Linked DNA regions of Sus scrofa: all the other regions are linked to region 1. A link is a contact called in public Hi-C and promoter capture Hi-C data. All regions are on one chromosome and are shown on one strand. Each heading gives the region's core, a stretch centred on a gene start, on an enhancer-like site or on the middle of the called end of the contact. The rest is flanking DNA. Distances are from core to core; before and after follow the strand shown.

Region 1 (2,667 bases), core at 75-2,574:
CAGCCCTCTCCTGGGCATGCTGCTCATCCTGCTCGCACTGCCCGCCCAAACCTCACTCAAGGACCATTCAGCAGGCCTTCAGCCCCTTCTGGTTTTCTCATCTCTTCCCTTTTTTTTTTGGGGGGGGGGCTAATCCTGTGGCATAAGGAGGTTCCCAGTTTAGGAGTCTAATCGGAGCTACAGCTGCCGGCCAGTCACAGCCACACGCCAGATCTGTGCCGCATCTGCAACCTACACCACAGTTCACGGCAACGCCGAATCGTTAACCCACTGAGCAAGGCCAGGGATCGAACCCAAAACCTCAGGGTTCCTAGTCGAATTCGTCTCCACTGCGCCACAATGGGAACTCCTCTCATCTCTTCCTTTTATCCTCCCCAGTCCTAAACCGAGCCAGCTCCACTGATTTCCCCCCACGCCCACTTGGTCTCCAGTCTCCCAGCTCAGGCCTCATCAGCCTTCGCTCCATCACCCCAGGGAGGCCTCCGCCCAGATCTCACCCGGGTGTCAGATCCCCTGATACTAGTTCCCGGCAACCAGGACCACACTCAGCCCAGACACCTCACACACCTCAGACCTGGGCTCCTCACTCCCAGGATCACCTAAGCCCTGACCCTGAGTTCACACAAATCCACCACCTCAGGACTTGGAAAGGTGAGGCCCTAGAGCGGGAGAGCTCCTCAGTCCCAGGCCTCAAGACGCCGGTCTGAGATCCTTCAAATAAGTCCTCCTAGAGCTTCAAAAAGCTGCTTGACCTGGCTGCCCTCCCAGGCTCCCTCAATCTCCGCAGGCCAGGTTCCCCGCAAGGCCTCAGACCATTTCTTCACCCCAGCTGCTGCTCTGGCCCGTCTTCAGCCTGGGTCCCCTTGCCGCCTCCAGATGGTGTCACCCTGGCCTGGGTGTCCTCAGCCCAGGGTAATGCCATCTTCTCAGTCTCTCCTCAAACCATGATGCCACTGCCACACCCGGGGCCCCCTAGCCCTCAGCCTCGTCCCCTCTGCTGACTTAGACCATGTCACGTAATCCAGTGACGCCCTCCATCCTCGAGGCTCAAGCCCTTCGTCTCTACCGCCGCCTCAGCCCATGACTCCTGCGTCCTCTCAGCGTAGGTCCCGGCCGACTGCCCGGCGCAGTTCTTACCCAAAGAGGCCCGAGAAAAAGGACTGCGAGTTCTTCACTTTGCGCTCCGCCTCGGCCAGCAGCGCCATCGCTTCCGCTTCCTTCCCGGAGTTGTCCATGGCGGCGGCAAAGGTACTCAGCAAACCGCCGAACCCCAACCCTCGGAGGACTCAGCCGCGGCAGAGCCGCGGTACACAGGTCGGGGGAGCTTAGTGGGCTGCGTTGACGTCGCTCCGGCGCGCGCCTCCTGCGCCCCGGCACCACGTGCTCCGCGCTGGCCAACCAGCGGCCTCGTAGCGCGGCGCGCGCCCCGCGGGCCCCGCCCCCCGCCAGCTGCCTTACACCGCCCCGTGACTCTCAGTTTCCAATCGGCGACCTGGTGCTTGGACGCATGCGCAAGAGTCCGCGCACTGCGCTCGCCTCGCTTCCGGAAGCTCGGGGTGACGGCCCATGTGATTCAACGCCAGCCAATCGTAGTCCTCACCGCCAAGGACCCTTCCTCCTCCCCGCAAGCTCCTCCTCGAGGTGTTACCTGGCTGGATCCGCCTCCACCAATGAGCACCAGACCCTGGCTCCGCCTGTACCTTCCCCGGTGGAATTTATATCCCAGTCAGCTGACCGATGCCTCTCACGTGACAGCTCCTGGGCCGTGCGGGAAGTTACGACCAAACCACGCCTGGGTTTGACAGCTCCGTTGCGCAGTAGTTAGTCCCCGCCTCCGCTCCTTATCTCCTATTGTCCTTCACTTGTAAAGGCGTCTGTGGCGAGAAGGAAACTGGTCTTCTTGTTCTTGCGCCCTCTGTCGACCTATGCTGAAACTGGCTTGGGAAGGGCAGTGAAGAAAGCATACCTCACTTTATTTGTACTTTAATTACCCTTTGCAGATACTACGTTTTGGACGAGTTGAAGGTTGTGGGAACCCTGCCTTGAGCAGGAGTGTCTGCGCTGCGCTGCTTCCCAAACAGCATTAGCTCATTTCACGTCTCAGTGTCACGTTTGATAATTCTTGAACTACTTTAAATGTTTTCATTACTACATTTGTTAGGGCGGCCTGTGAAGAGTGATCTTTGATGTTACTACTACGACTGGCTAAAGGCTCAGATGACAGCAATAAGTACTTTTTTTTTTTTTTTTTTTTTTTTGTCTTCTTGCCATTTCTTGGGCCGCTCCCGTGGCATATGGAAGTTCCCAGGCTAGGGGTCCAGTCGGAGCTGTAGCCACCGGCCTACGCCAGAGCCACAGCAACGCGGGATCCGAGCCACGTCTGCAACCTACACCACAGCTCATGGCAACGCCAGATCCTTAACCCACTGAGCAAGGCCAGGGGTCGAACCCAAACCTCATGATTCCTAGTCGAATTCGTTAACCACTGAGCCACGATGGGAACTCTAGCAATAAGTACGTTTAATTGATATGTACTTTTTTTTTTTTTACACAATACTATGGCACACTAACAGACTCAGGGATAGTGTAAAGGTAACTTTTATATGCACAGGGAAACAAAAACTCCTGTGACTGGTGTTATTGTGGTGATCTGCAACTGCACCTGCA
Region 2 (2,667 bases), core at 92-2,591, 710 kb after region 1:
GAGACTCAGACCTCTGAGACCTCTGGATGGAGACCCAGGCCCTGGTCTGAGAGATCTAGAGGCTGGAGAGGATGGAGACTGGTCCAGAGATCTGAGGACCTAGGGACAGAGACTCAGGCCCAGGACTGGGGGAGATTAGGGGCTCTGTGCCTAAGGGGCGGAGGTCAGCGCAAGTTTAAAGGGGCCCGAGGAGCTGCTCAGGGCAGGGGGCAGAGATGACTCCTGAGTGAGTCCACAGATGGGGGTGTGTCTGGGGCAGTTCAGAGCCTGGGGAGCTGAGGGGCAGGACTGATAGGAGACAGGCGGGTGGAGCAGTGAGGAACAAAGGTGAGCAGGAAGGAGAAGGCAGAAACTGGGCAGAGGGCAGGGGGAGGGGACCTCGGGGCCAGCTCCCAGTCTCTCCCTGGAGAGCAGGCGGCTAGACACCCAGGTCAGTGCTTGGGGTCCAGCTCTTGGCCCTTGTTCCTTGCAGGTGCTTGCATGTGGCTCCCCTCCCTCTGACCCCTTAGTCCCTCTGTGTCATACCCCTTTCTTAGTCTCTCCAGCGACCGCATCCCCTACCTCCTGCCTCTCCTGTCTGCTCTTTCTCTACCTCTGTTGTCTCTCTGACCCTCAGAGTGCCTCCTGGGGCCCCTAAACTCATACTCTGCTCCCCAAGTAACTCTCATCAGACTAGGTTTTTTGTCTCACTGAAGCTGTTTGTCTCCTCTCAGTGTTTTTCTGGCTCTCAGACCTTCATGTGTCTGAGTGTCTCTTGTTACTTTTCTCCATCTGGAGTTGACTGTGTGTGTGTATGTGTGGTGTTTTTCTGTCATTACACGTCTGTTTGTATCTATCCACCTTCCTGATCTCCTCTGCATTATTTTTCCCCGAAGCCATTAGCATCATCCAGCATGATAGGTATTTTCTTATCTTGTTTGTCTGTCTTTGGATTAGAATATAAACCCCACGAAAGCAGGGGGTTTTGTCTGTTTTATTCCCTGCTGTCTTTGCTGGGCCTGGCACCATGACTGATAAATAGAGGTACTGAATAGTTGGTGGGGAATAAATGAATGAAAGTTTGCATGGCTGAGTGTGGGCCCTCCAGGGTGCTGGCCTTCTCCTCCAGCTGACCTCTGCCCCGCAGCCTTGGCGTCTTCCCACACTTGCCCAGGCCGGTCTGTCTCTGGTGCGCCCATCTTGCCTGTGAGCACCCCTCTATCTCCTGCTCACAGGCCCTGCCCCTGCTTCCCTCTGCCCACCGTGAGGGTCCTGGACTCTGACTCCTGCTCGCCTTCCTCCCCACAGAGGCCAGACCAGGAGCTGACCTGGAGCTGGGGCCACAGGCCTAGGAGCACCCTGGACAGAGCTAAGGCCATGGCCCCCCCACCGCCACTGCCCTGACCGCCAGCACCCCACTCCTGCATGGCGAGTTTGGTTCCTACCCAGCCCGAGGCCCACGCTTTGCCCTCACTCTCACACCACAAGCCCTGCACATCCAGCGGCTGCGCCCGAAGCCTGAAGCCCGGCCACGGGGTGGCCTGGTCCTGCTGGCCGAGGTCTCAGGCTGCTGCACCCTGCGGAGCCGGAGCCCCTCAGACTCGGCAGCCTACTTCTGCATCTATACCTACCCGAGGGGCCGGCGCGGGGGCCGGCGCAGAGCTGCACGTACCTTCCGAGCCGACGAGGCAGCCACCTATGAGGAGAACCGTGCTGAGGCCCAGCGCTGGGCCACTGCCCTCACGTGTCTGCTCCGCGGGCTGCCGCTGCCTGGGGACGGGGGTGAGGCACTGAGCAGCCTTACTGTCCTAAGGCCACCTTAGTGTCTCTGCAGATCTCCCTCTGTGGGCATCTCTGTCTCTACTTTTCCATGTGTCTGGCTGTGTGATGTCTCTCTCTGGGTTCGTATTTCAAGAGCGACACACAGACAGGGATGGAACAGAAGGAACAGAATCACAGGCAGAGAAAAAGGGTTCCTGTCTGCTGCGCCTTCTGTCTCTGTGCCCTGCTCCCTGCCATGGGTCCAGACCACGATGAGTCAGAGGCTCCTGGGCTGGTGAGAATAGCCAACTGAGACATGCTTGGTCACCACCCAGTGACAGGCACTGAGGTCCCCTGGGGAATCTCAGGAGCCCAGAGATGGCATCTGATCCATCTGTAGGGGATCAGAGACACAGGGACCCCCAGTCAGGTACTCAGTTGGAACAAGGTAAAGGTTTGAGGGTCCCCACCTGGTGGGCCTTCCTTGGTCCCAGCTGCCTGGGGGCCTAAGAGCTGGTGACAGGGAGTGAGCCTCACACAGCAGAGGAACCTGATCCTGGGTTCCCAGGTGTTTGGCGGTGAGGAAAGTGGAAACCTCAGCTCTCCTGCCTCCTCCCAAACGTGCATCCAAAGCGCAGTGGGATTAGGCACCCAAGCGCTGCCTTTGTCTTAGCACCTGGGAGAAGGGGCAGGGCTGCATACCTGGGCCTAAGCAGGTAAGCCAGAGAGAAGAAATCCTCTAACTCCCAGCAGGTTCTGATGCCAGCCCTCCCCCAGTTCTCCTGGGGGCTGTTCACAGTTACTGTTGCCGGGGTGGGGTGCCTGGGTCCCTGACCCCTTAGACCCCTTTTCTTCTCTCTGCAGACATCACCCCTGACCTTCTGCCTCGGCCGCCCCGATTGCTCCTACTGGTCAATCCCTTTGGGG
Region 3 (2,667 bases), core at 73-2,572, 590 kb after region 1:
CTTAACCAGGTCCTGGCTGGGAATCTGTCCCCACCTGCCTGGTTCAGGGACGTTGAATGAGGACCAGGCCCAGACAGCACCTCAGACCCAATTAGGGATCTGTCCATGACAGGGCCTGGGGAGCGAGGGAAGAGGCGGTTTTTGCCCAGTTTCTCCATCTGAACCAGGTCCCTGCACCCGTTTTGCCTGCAAGGAAAGGGAATGAGAGGTGGGGGAGGGGAAATGTCCTCAGATGCAGGGCTCGGAGAGGAGGGAGGAGTTTAAGAAGAACAAGACTTTGAGAGGAGGGGAAAGTGAGCTGAGCCGGGTTGGAGAGGACAGTAAGGGGGAGGAATGAAAGGTGGGAGGATGCCGAGGAAAGGGGAGTTGTCCTGGGGCGGGGGTGGTGTAGGGTGGTAAAATAAGGGGAGGAATTCGGGGGAGAGAGGGAGGAAATTGAGAGGCAGCCGGCTCTGGGAAGGCAGAGCCTACGTTTTCACTGTATCTGGCCTTCTCCTATTGTCCCATTCTCCAAGACAGGGACCAAAAAGCTAGCATTTGGAAGAAAGAATGTCTTTTGTTTCACCACTCTTTGACTATGAAGAGGCTGAGGTTGATGGGGAGGCCATGGGAAGGGGTAAGAGATCGGAGGGGCCAGTGCCCAGAGGAAGGAGGCCCAAAGAAAGGTGAGCCAAAGCCGCTCTCGGTTGCATGGCAACCACTGCGGTCAAAAGCCAGCTATGCCTGCTAGGAGATGTGACTCACAGAAACAACCAATGGTTGTGCCCCGCCCCCTGGCAACAAGCCTAATAAGGTACCGCCCCCTAGCAACGTATTGGTGGAGGCGGGGCTCAGTTGAATGGTATCCTAAATGCCCGCAGCCCTTGCGCAGGCGTATTCCTCTCTCTCTTCTCACGCAACTCCTTTCCGAGGCTTCTCATTGGCTTGCAAGCCAGCCAAGTGCTTTCTTTAGTTTCGGAGGCGGGACCCGGTCCCCTGCCAGCATTCCGATTGGCCTCGCAGACCATCTACCTCCTGCCGGACACGGCTATATCTACTCCTTGTGCGTCTATTGGCCGTGGAGGGCGATCCTTTGATATCGGAGGCGGGGCAGGCGAGAAGTCCCGCCGTAGATTGGGCGGTGTCAAAACGAGGGGCGGTCCCTACTGGCGGGGCGGTTGGGAGACGAAGGGAGAGTCTTTTCAGCGCTGAGGACTGGCGCTGAGGAGGCGGCGGTGGCTCCCGGGGCGTTTGAGCGGGCTCACCCGAGCCCGCGGGCCAACGCGGATCCAGGCCCGACCGGCGGGACCGCCCCGGACTCCCCGCGGGCCTTCCTAGCCGCCATGGAGGACGGTGTCTACGGTGAGTCGGGGAGGGGCGGGGCCGGCTGCAAGTGGATGGAGAGTTTCGCCCCGAAGGTTCCGCCGCGAACGTTCTCCCCGTAGCGCGCCTTGCTGAGCCTTTCGGCCCCGTCGTCGCCTTGCTTTTGTGGGGCCTGGGACGCGCTTCCGGCGGGGCTGGAGACTGGGGCGTTCCAGGCCATTGTTTGGGCCGAGCCTGTTTCCGGTGGCGGCGGGAGGGGGTGGGATGGAGCGGTGGAGGCGAGGCCCGGGGCGGAACCATTCCCTCTGGAGGGGCCGGGCGAGCCCAGTGCCTGCTGGGAGCGGGAAGGGGGGCTTCTGGGGGCGGTGGGGTGGGGAGAAATCTTGGGGCCTACCGAGAGCCCGCTAAGGCGGGGGCGGGGGCTTCCGATGCCCCGCCCCCTTCCTTAACTCTTGCCAGCTGTCATCAGCTTCCCCTGCCATAGTTACTTTCCATGGACCCAGGAGTCCGGACACCCAGACCCTCAGCTCCCTCGCCGAGAATGGAGGCAGAAAACCAAGGCCTCAGCCCCCTGTCAAGTAATGGACCGTAGCTCAAGCTTCCAGCCCTTTTTTGCTCCCCGCAGACCTGAGTTGAGGCTCCCAGTCCCCTTCCTCCACCCCCGGACTAAAGAGTTTGGATTCCCAGCCCTTCCATCTCTGGATTGAGGAATCTAGGCCCCCAACCCCTTCTTCCAGCAGACGGAGGAGGCTGGACCCTCATCCTCCCCGAACCTAGACGTCCTGCCCATCCCCCACCCCCACCCCTGTCCTCCCGCAGATGGCAGACATCCGGGTTTGGGGTCCCCAGAACTGACCCCCCCCACCCCCGACCCTCTTCCCCAGAGCCCCCGGACCTGACTCCCGAGGAGCGGATGGAGCTGGAGAACATCCGGCGGCGGAAGCAGGAGCTGCTGGTGGAGATCCAGCGCCTGCGGGAGGAGCTCAGCGAAGCCATGAGCGAAGTCGAGGGGCTGGAGGCCAATGAGGGCAGGTGAGGGCTGGGGCCGGGATCCTGGGGGTCAGGGGGCTTGGCTTGGGCCGGAGATGCACAGGCATTGACCCTCCATCCTGCACTCTCTGCCCCTGCAGCAAGACCTTGCAGCGGAACCGGAAGATGGCAATGGGCAGGAAGAAGTTCAACATGGACCCCAAAAAGGTGCTTGGGACCACAGGGCTGGGATCAGCCAGGAAGACAGACAGGGATTCTGGCATCTCCAGGTAGCAGAGGTGTGGTGGTGGACAGACTCGGGCCTGATCCCTGGATTCAGATATTGGCTGTCCCTCTGTCCCCTGACCTTTGCTTGTGCCTGATCCTCTGCGTGGG

The links. Promoter capture Hi-C pulls out the DNA fragments that hold promoters and counts their contacts. Hi-C and Micro-C count contacts between places; a contact is called where the count stands out from the background.
Region 2: a contact with region 1 is called in a Hi-C map of skeletal muscle, with 4 times the contacts expected there. The contact joins the promoter of SPHK2 here to the promoter of NAPA in region 1. A contact is called at or near these places in 2 of 5 promoter capture datasets (fetal liver and liver) and 2 of 47 Hi-C or Micro-C datasets (liver and skeletal muscle).
Region 3: a contact with region 1 is called in a promoter capture Hi-C map of liver, with 3 times the contacts expected there. The contact joins the promoter of CYTH2 here to the promoter of NAPA in region 1. A contact is called at or near these places in 1 of 5 promoter capture datasets (liver) and 2 of 47 Hi-C or Micro-C datasets (liver and skeletal muscle).

The regions. Positions count from the first base shown.
Region 1 is chr6:53,273,914-53,276,580 of Sscrofa11.1, forward strand. It overlaps NAPA (NSF attachment protein alpha), which reads right to left and starts at 1,325. Exons shown (of 11, transcript NM_001244384.1): 1 at 1,138-1,325. The coding sequence starts at 1,235.
Region 2 is chr6:53,981,570-53,984,236 of Sscrofa11.1, forward strand. SPHK2 (sphingosine kinase 2) reads left to right here and starts at 1,342. Exons shown (of 6, transcript XM_021094684.1): 1 at 1,342-1,374; 2 at 1,377-1,761; 3 at 2,605-2,667. The coding sequence starts at 1,357.
Region 3 is chr6:53,868,153-53,870,819 of Sscrofa11.1, forward strand. It overlaps CYTH2 (cytohesin 2), which reads left to right and starts at 1,323. Exons shown (of 12, transcript NM_001144120.1): 1 at 1,323-1,341; 2 at 2,187-2,334; 3 at 2,433-2,499. The coding sequence starts at 1,323.